Linked DNA regions of Mus musculus: all the other regions are linked to region 3. Evidence: chromatin contacts called from public HiChIP or PLAC-seq data. All regions are on one chromosome and are shown on one strand. Each heading gives the region's core, a stretch centred on a gene start, on an enhancer-like site or on the middle of the called end of the contact. The rest is flanking DNA. Distances are from core to core; before and after follow the strand shown.

Region 1 (2,785 bases), core at 42-2,541, 120 kb after region 3:
TCATCTTTCTTCCAGTGTCCACACTGCACAGGCCTGGGGAACTCTGGGGCCAACTCAATTATCAGAACCCATGTCCCACACAGCTGTGACATTCATGTCCCTCACCTCATCAGCTCATACGTGTGAGTGAAGGTCAGGGAGGGAGGGAGAGGGTCAGAAATTACATAGCTTCTACCATACTATCATATTTATTCTGTGTTATAGTTGGTGACAGTTCCTCTCCTACTGTGATTGAGTCACTAAAGCAACTGCACCTTGGAAGTGCAGAAATAGAGAAGTGCAGTGGAGACAGCGATCAGTGCCCTGCTGTCTGTGGTCTGCACAGGGGTCTCTCTTCAGTGGACAAGGGGATCTCCTGTGCTGAGTCCCAGGTCTACACAGACAAACTCAGAAGGAAGATCTTTGTTTTAAAAAACAAAAACAAAACAAAGATTCCGGGCGTGGTGGCACATGCCTTTAATCCCAGCACTTGGGAGGCAGAGGCAGGTGGATTTCTGAGTTCGAGGCCAGCCTGGAGTACAAAGTGAGTTCCAGGACAGCCAGTGCTATACAGAAAAACCCTATCTCTAAAAAAAAAAAAAAAAAAACCAAAGAAGAAACAAACAAACAAACAAACAAACAAAAACCCTGCAGCCACAGCTCTTCAACTAGGAGGTAACACAAGGAATCTGTGAGAAGACAGATCCTGAGGAGAGAGGCGAAGTCTACACTTAACTGATGAGAGTCCTGCACTCAGGCTTGGAAGTGTGAGCCGCCCATTGCAGGTGAACAGAGCCTGGTCTCTATGGAGTCCATGTGGGGCTTTGCAGACCAGCGCCTCTGCTTTAAGGAGAAGCCTATCTTCACTGCATCCCCAAGTGCTTGTGTCTCCATTGTATTCCCAGAAGTGGCATTTCTTCTAGAAGACTCCAAGGTCTGACTTCTGAAGAGAAGAAGGAAGAGGAAGAGTGGAGGATAGGGCACAGAGAGTATGGCCTGCGGGTCTCTCCTGGTGTCCTGACAGCTTCTGGATCAGAACTCGGAGACACCATGACAAACAGCTCTCTGTCCCCGGCACAGGGTTCAGGCAAAGTCTTAATCTCCAGGCTGTGAGGTCAAGGGTGGGGAAGCCCATGGCTGGGGATTCCCCATCTCCCCAGTTTCACTTCTGCTCCTAACCTGGGTCAGTTCATTCTGCCAGGACACTGATGACCTGTAACAGTTCTCACCCCTATTGGGTGAGGTGATCACCGGGAACCAATCAGCGTCGGCGCGGGAGCGGGTTGTAAAGTCCACGCTGCCCACAGGAGTCAGTCGACCTGAATCCCCGAGAGGAGCAATGGCTCTAACAACGCTGCTCTTGCTGGTGGCGGCCGCCCTGACCCTGATCGAGACCCGCGCGGGTGAGTGCGGGGTCGGGAGGGAAACAGCCCCTGTGCCGCGTCCCCGCGTCGCCCACCGGACCTCCGCCCCTTCTCCACCCGAGCCCCGAGCCCTGCTCCACTCCCGGCCCGCGTACCCGACCGGGGTCCCGGGAGGAGGTCGGGGTCTCACCGCGCGCCGCCCCCAGGCCCACACTCGCTGCGGTATTTCCACACTGCTGTGTCCTGGCCCGGCCTCGTGGAGCCCCGGTTCATTATCGTCGGCTACGTGGACAACAAGCAGTTCGTGCGCTTCGACAGCGACGCGGAAAATCCGAGGATGGAGCCGCGGGCGCGGTGGATGGAGCAGGAGGGGCCGGAGTATTGGGAGCGGGAGACACAGAAAGCCAAGGGCCATGAGGAGAGTTTCCGAGTGAGCCTGAGGACCGCACAGAGATACTACAACCAGAGCAAGGGCGGTGAGTGACCCCGGGTCGGAGGTCACGACCCCTCCACGTCCCGAAACAGAGGCCGGTGAGGTCCCGGGTCCAAAGTCCGAGTTTCAGGAGCAGAACTGACCCAGGACCGGATTCCCTTTCAGTTTGGAGGAGTCCGCGGTGGGGGGTGGGGGGGGGGGTGGGCGGAGGAGGGACTGACCACTGGGTCCCGCAGGCTCTCACACACTCCAGTGGATGTATGGCTGTGACGTGGGGTCCGACGAGCGCCTCCTCCGCGGGTACCTGCAGTTCGCCTATGAAGGCCGCGATTACATCGCCCTGAACGAAGACCTGAAAACCTGGACGGCGGCGGACATGGCTGCACAGATCACCCTACACAAGTGGGAGCAGGCTGGTATTGCAGAGAGAGACCGGGCCTACCTGGAGGGCGCTTGCGTGCAGTCGCTCCGCAGATACCTGCAGCTCCGGAAGGAGACGCTGCTGTGCACAGGTGCAGGGGCCGCGGGCAGCTCCTCCCTCTGCCCTCGGGCTGGGGCTCAGTCCTGGGGAAGAAGAAACCCTCAGCTGGGTGATGCCCCTGTCTCACAGGGGAGAGAGTGACCCTGGGTCTCCTGATCCCTCATCACAGTGACTGCACTGACTCTCCCAGGGCTCAGCCTTCTCCCTGGACAGTGCCCAGGCTGTCTCAGGAGGGAAGGAGAGAATTTCCCTGAGGTAACAACAGCTGCTCCCTTCAGTTGCCCTGTAGCCTCTGTCAGCCATGGCCTCTCCCAGGCCGGGTTCTCAGCCCACACCCACTGTCTGTAGACACTGACTCCTGTCCTGCTGAGTGTGTCAGCCCTTACACCTCATGACCTGAAGTCTCCTTTACCCGATGGGAGACATGGACTATCCTACACTAGGCTGGTTCCCCCAGTTTCTAGAACTTTCCAAAGAATACAGTCTACCAGATCCTTCCCTGTCTGTGGGGTTTGCATCCTTAGACAC
Region 2 (2,878 bases), core at 223-2,722, 78 kb after region 3:
TGGTCAGGAAGAAACCTAAGAGCATCAAATCCCCACGGAAAATGCTCACAGCATCCAATAACAGTGGTTCAGGGAGACAGGGTCTGCTGAATCCCGGTGAATCTGGGGGGCTGCTGTGGAGATCTGCATGGGGAGGTGACTGGAGTTCACACCGGTGGTCACACACATTTGTTGCTCTGTGTGATGAGTGACTCTCTTCAGGAGTCCCCACCCAACTCTGCTCTTCTTTCCACTTCACTTCTGTGGCTATGGTTTGAAAAGATCCACAGAATCATGAAATGGGTAAAATTAATCTTCCCCCACACTACTGATCAGGGATGAAACCTCACATCACCAGTGTGTGCTCTCTGGCATGAGAATCATCTTTCTTCCAGTGTCCACACTGCACAGGCCTGAGAAACTCTGGGGCCAACTCGGTTATCAGAACCAGTGTCCCACACAGCTGTGACATTCATGTCCCTCACCTCATCAGTTCAAAAGTGTGAGTGAAGGTCAGGGAGGGAGGGAGAGGGTCAGAAATTACATAGCTTCTACCGTACTATCATCATTATTCTGTGTTATAGTTGGTGACAGTTCCTCTCCTACTGTTATTGAGTCACTAAAGCAACTGCACCATGGAAGTACAGTCACAGAGAAGTGAAGTGGAGACAGGGATCAGTGCCCTGCTGTCTGTGGTCTGCACAGGGGTCTCTCTTCAGTGGACAAGGGGGTCTCCTGTGCTGAGACAATGTCCCAGGTCCACAGAGACAAACTCAGAAGGAAGATCTTTGTTTTTAAAAAAACAAAAAAGAAACAAACAAAAAACCTGCAGCCACAGACTTCATCTAGGAAGTGACACAAGGAATCTGTGTCCCAGCACAGGGCTGAGAAGACAGATCCTGAGGGAAAAGACGAAGTATCCTCTTTATAGAAGAGAGTCCTGCACTCAGGCTTGGCAGTGTGAGCCGCCCACTGCAGGTGAACAGAGCCTGGTCTCTGTGGTGTTCTAATGGGGCTTGCAGGCCAGCGCCTCTGCTTTAAGGAGAAGCCTCTCTCCACTGCATCCCCAAGCGCTTGTGTTGCCATTGTATTCCTGGAAGTGGCTTTTCTTCTGGAAGGCTCCAGGGTCTGACTTCTGAAGAGAAGAAGGAAGAGGAAGGGTGGAGGGAAGATACAGAGAGTCTGGCCTGCAGGTCTCTTCTCTCCTGGTGTCCTGACAGCTTCTGGGTCAGAACTCGGAGACACCAAGACAAACAGCTCTCTGTCCACAGCACAGGGTTCAGGCAAAGTCTTAGTCTCCAGGCAGTGAGATCAGGGGTGGGGATTTCCCATCTCCCCAGTTTCACTTCTGCTCCTAACTTGGGTCAGGTCCTTCTGCCCGGACACTGATGACTTACTGGCAGTTCTCACCCCCATTGGGTGACGTGATCACCGGGAACCAATCATCGTCGCCGCGGGAGCAGGTTATAAAGTCCACACAGCCCGCCAGAGTCAGATGCCCAGAATCCCAGAGGGGAGCAATGGCGTCAACAATGCTGCTTCTGCTGGTGGCAGTCGCCCAGACCCTGATCGAGATCCGCGCGGGTGAGTACCGGGTCCGGAGGGAAATGGCCTCTGAGGAAAGGGGAGGGGGCGGCACGGGGGAAGCCGCGTCCCGGCGTCGCCCACCTGACCCTCCGCCCCTTCTCCACCCTAGCCCCGCGCCCTGCTCCCCTCCCGGCCCGCTCACCCGCCGGGGGTCCCGGAAGGAGTTCGGGGTCTCACCGCGCCCTGCCTCCAGGCCCACACTTGCTGAGTTATTTCTACACCTCCGTGTCCCGGCCGGGCCTTGGGGAGCCCCGGTTCATCTCTGTCGGTTACGTGGACAACACGGAGTTCGTGCGCTTCGACAGCGACGCGGAGAATCCGAGATATGAGCCGCGGGCACCGTGGATGGAGCAGGAGGGGCCGGAGTATTGGGAGCGGGAAACACAGAAAGCCAAGGGCAATGAGCAGATTTTCCGAGTGAACCTGAGGACCCTGCTCAGCTACTACAACCAGAGCGCGGGCGGTGAGTGACCCCGGATCGGAGGTCACGACCCCTCCACGTCCCAAAACAGGGGCCCGAGACGTCCCGGGCCCCAAGTTCGAGGTTCTGAGCAGAACGGACGCGGGACTGGTTTCCCTTTCAGTTTGGAGGAGTCCGCGGGTGGGCGGGGCCGGGGCGTGTGGGCGGGGCTGACCGCGGGGTCCCGCAGGCTCTCACACTATTCAGGTGATCTCTGGCTGTGAAGTGGGGTCCGACGGGCGCCTCCTCCGCGGGTACCAGCAGTTCGCCTACGACGGCCGCGATTACATCGCCCTGAACGAAGACCTGAAAACGTGGACGGCGGCGGACATGGCGGCACAGATCACCCGACGCAAGTGGGAGCAGGCTGGTGCTACAGAGAAAAGCAAGGCCTACCTGGAGGGCGCGTGCGTGCAGTCCCTCCGCAGATACCTGGAGCTCGGGAAGGAGACGCTGCTGCGCACAGGTGCAGGGGCCGCGGGCAGCTCCTCCCTCTGCCCTCGGGCTGGGGCTCAGTCCTGGGGAAGAAGAAACCCTCAGCTGGGGTGATGCCCCTGTCTCAGAGGGGAGAGAGTGACCCTGGGTCTCCTGATCCCTCATCACAGTGACTGCACTGACTCTCCCAGGGCTCAGCCTTCTCCCTGGACAGTGCCCAGGCTGTCTCAGGAGGGAAGGAGAGAATTTCCCTGAGGTAACAACAGCTGCTCCCTTCAGTTCCCCTGTAGCCTCTGTCAGCCATGGCCTCTCCCAGGCCGGGTTCTCAGCCCACTGTCTGTAGACACTGACTCCTGTCCTGCTGAGTGTGTCAGCCCTTACACCTCAGGACCAGAAGTCGCCTTTAACTGATGGGAG
Region 3 (2,957 bases), core at 362-2,861:
GGTGGGTGGTGAGCTAGAAGAGAGGTTAAAACACTTAAGTAAGCTTATTAAAGTAGGTTTGGGAAAATATAAACCTACACAGGGCATCTGGAATGTTCCATGCCTGGGTTATGTTAGCAATGCTGCTTTGGTGCTGGAGGACATCAGACGTTTTTGTAGACTGAGCACTGTGGGGACGGATTGGGAAGCTCCTTCTCTGGGACTCTGTGCCCCTGAGGAAGCCAGGGCTTCTCCTGTTCACACCTTCTCTGCAGGGGAGTTAGGAGGCTCAGGCCTGACTGAGGCCCTGTGCTGCAGAGAAAAGAATCTCAGAGAGCCAAGGCATAAAAATAAAAATGGTGTCACTTCCGAATAAAATTATGGAGCTGCAGAGATTGTTCCGAGGTGAAGAATGCTCACTGCTGTTCCAGAGGACCTGGGTTCAGTTCCAGTTCTCATCCACTTGTAACTCAGCCTTAGATGGGTAGGGTGCCCTCTTCTGGCGGCCTGGGGAACTCCATGCTTGTGGGGCACAGACATACATGTGTGGGAAGCCACATGTGCCGTTGCTGAGTGGCACTGACTACTGCTGGCCACCACGCATAAAATTGGACAAACAACCAATGTGTACATATGCAGTAAAGTTTTTTGCAAAGACACTGCCTGGCCCAGGCATGATAATGAGGTTCTGTAAGGTACTGAGAGTATAACCAATTAGATGTGAGACATGCAAATGAGGTATGATAATGAGGTTCTGTAAGGTACTGAGAGAGAGTAACCAATCAGATGTGAGACATGCAAATGAGTTATGATAATGAGGCTCTGTGAGGTACTGAGAGAGAGTAGCCAATCAGATGAGGAACATGCAAATGAGGCATAGTGCATAACCAATCCGGGTGTGAGACACGCCTCTCCTAGGCCTATAAAAGCAGCACCAGTTCTGGGCTCGAGGTCTTTTCGCCTCTACAATCAAGCTCTCCCAATAAACGTGTGCAGAAGGATCCTGTTGCAGCGTCGTTCTTCCTGGCCAGTTGAGCGCGCGCAAGATACATGGAGGCAAAACACCCATATAAATAAAAATATTTTTTAAAAGAATGAAAAATAAATGAAGGGAAATAAGATTTCTGTAAAGAAAGAGATACCTGAACAGTATTGGGGGTCACTACAGCGCATAGGAACACCTCCAAACCTAGATCAGCACTCTAGGGACCCTTGCAGTAGGCGTGTACATCTAATGATGTGTACACAATGATCTTAGGGAATCAGCCAGGGAAGGGTGATTCCTTCTACAGAGTGGCCCCTGATGCTACTGGTCTATGGAGCCTGTGTGTTCGTTCATTTATGCTGTTTGTGCTGTATGCCTTGTTGTAGCTCAGGTGGACCTTGAATTCTTTATTTTATTTTAAAAATTTATTATGTACACAGTGTTCTGCCTGCATATGTCTATAGCCACCAAAAGAGGGCGCCAGATCTCATTATAGATGGTTGTGAGCCACCACGTGATTTCTGAGAAATCAACTCAGGGCCTTTGGAAGAGCAGTTAATGCTCTCAACCTCTGAGTCATCTCTCCAGTCCTGACCTTTCCCACCTACAACTTGATCCTCATGCCTCACCTCAGCATGCCATGGTGTGTGTGTGTCTATGTCACTGTGACTGGAGAGTTGGTGCTGAGTCACAATCTAGAGAGGAGCCGAGGTGTAATCTCGCTCAGAAGTTGTGTTTCAGTCCGAAGATCATAAGGACCCGTGAAAACCACAAACCAGAGGATTTGGGGCTGAAAGGAAAATCCCTGGCTGCTTCGGTATGAAGAGGGCATAGGCGACCACAACTCCCTACCTTTCCCAGCATTCAAAGCTCACAGCCACTTAGGTGATCAGGAACTGGAGCCGCTCCTATTCCTGTGTCCTGCTGCCCCCTGGCGGCCGTGCTCCGCATCGCAGCTCCCAAGAATCTTGGAGATGGACTGGGCTCTATGTCAAATGTCCCTCCAGACTGCAGACTGCAGAGTTCAGGAACTGCTGGCCAGCTTCACAAGCCCGCGAAGCTGTCCAGCTCACACTGAGGAAGGGCCACACTAAGAAACCGGGTATCCCCTGCACAGCCCGCCACAGCAGAGCATTAGTTGTTTTTCCTTTTGTGGTTGCTGTTGCCCAGGATTTACCCCAGGGCTTCCTGCCTGTTGACCGTGTCCTCACTGAACTACACACCGGCTGAGCTTGATGTGACCACACAAAGAAAGGGTCCTGGGTTTCTCTGGGAATGCCTTCAATCCCAAAACTCAGGAGAGCAGATCTCTGCATTCTTCAACCACATAGCAAGTTCCAGAACACCCGGGGCTATAAGGTAAAACCAGAAGCCTGGGATCCCCAGGTCTGACACCTAGAAGGGGGTGGTGGAGTAGGTGGGAAAGTTGTAACAAGTGAGAAAGGAGCATGGATGCCTGGGACGGGGTCTGGGTGGACTTAGGCCCCCAGCCAAGGCCCTGGGAAGTGAATGGGGTAAAGGAAATAACCTCAAATTACTCTTTTTTTCCCTTGACAGCATCTTTCACCTGGAATTTCCCCCACGCTGTAGATGGGACCTAGGGACGGCTTCCTGCCACCGAGCTGTGTCCCAGCCTTTACTTTTAAGACGTGGTCCAGGCTGGCCTTGAACTTACTCTGTAACTGAAGCAGGTTTTCCATCCAGTGCTTCTGGTCCCTAATTAGCCAGGGTTACAGGTCTGCAAACCAGCCTAGCTTTTGTTCAAGACTTGGTCAAGGTTGCCAGGCTGTGGAGACACACACCTTCAGTCCCAGCACTTAGGAGGTAGAGGCAGGTGGGTCTCTAAGTTCGAGTCCAGCCTGGTCTACAGAGTTCCAAGACAACAAAGGCTGCACAGAGAAACCCTGTCTCAAAAACCAAACAACTTGGTCAAGCATGTACCTTCACTCTAGGACTTGTGGGTCATGACCCCTTTGGGGGTCAAACAACTCTT

Evidence for each region. HiChIP or PLAC-seq counts read pairs in DNA pulled down with a chosen protein or histone mark.
Region 1: a contact with region 3 is called in a BATF HiChIP or PLAC-seq map of CD8 T cells, with 18 read pairs. The contact joins the promoter of H2-Q6 here to the enhancer-like site in region 3. A contact is called at or near these places in 2 of 15 datasets of contacts at CTCF or cohesin (CD8 T cells and the NIH/3T3 cell line), 2 of 484 Hi-C or Micro-C datasets (B cells and nephron progenitors), 6 of 115 datasets of contacts at active chromatin or transcription factors (CD8 T cells, effector CD8 T cells, embryonic stem cells and 2 more) and 3 of 9 other capture datasets (adipose tissue, liver and pancreatic islet).
Region 2: a contact with region 3 is called in a BATF HiChIP or PLAC-seq map of CD8 T cells, with 30 read pairs. The contact joins the promoter of H2-Q4 here to the enhancer-like site in region 3. A contact is called at or near these places in 1 of 15 datasets of contacts at CTCF or cohesin (CD8 T cells), 1 of 484 Hi-C or Micro-C datasets (B cells), 9 of 115 datasets of contacts at active chromatin or transcription factors (CD8 T cells, bone marrow-derived macrophages, effector CD8 T cells and 4 more) and 4 of 9 other capture datasets (adipose tissue, liver, macrophages and 1 more).

The regions. Positions count from the first base shown.
Region 1 is chr17:35,423,559-35,426,343 of GRCm38.p6, forward strand. H2-Q6 (histocompatibility 2, Q region locus 6) reads left to right here and starts at 1,292. Exons shown (of 7, transcript NM_207648.2): 1 at 1,292-1,382; 2 at 1,550-1,819; 3 at 2,013-2,288. The coding sequence starts at 1,319.
Region 2 is chr17:35,378,145-35,381,022 of GRCm38.p6, forward strand. H2-Q4 (histocompatibility 2, Q region locus 4) reads left to right here and starts at 1,473. Exons shown (of 6, transcript NM_001143689.1): 1 at 1,473-1,563; 2 at 1,676-2,029; 3 at 2,217-2,492. The coding sequence starts at 1,500.
Region 3 is chr17:35,300,275-35,303,231 of GRCm38.p6, forward strand. No RefSeq gene overlaps it. Among named protein-coding and RNA genes, the nearest start is that of H2-Q1, 19 kb to the right of the region's middle. Within about 2 kb of position 1,612, at least 127 of the 459 cell types and tissues checked have an H3K27ac peak or open chromatin away from gene starts, as enhancers often do. A contact at or near this core is called in B cells, CD8 T cells, the NIH/3T3 cell line and 7 more, where this site is marked.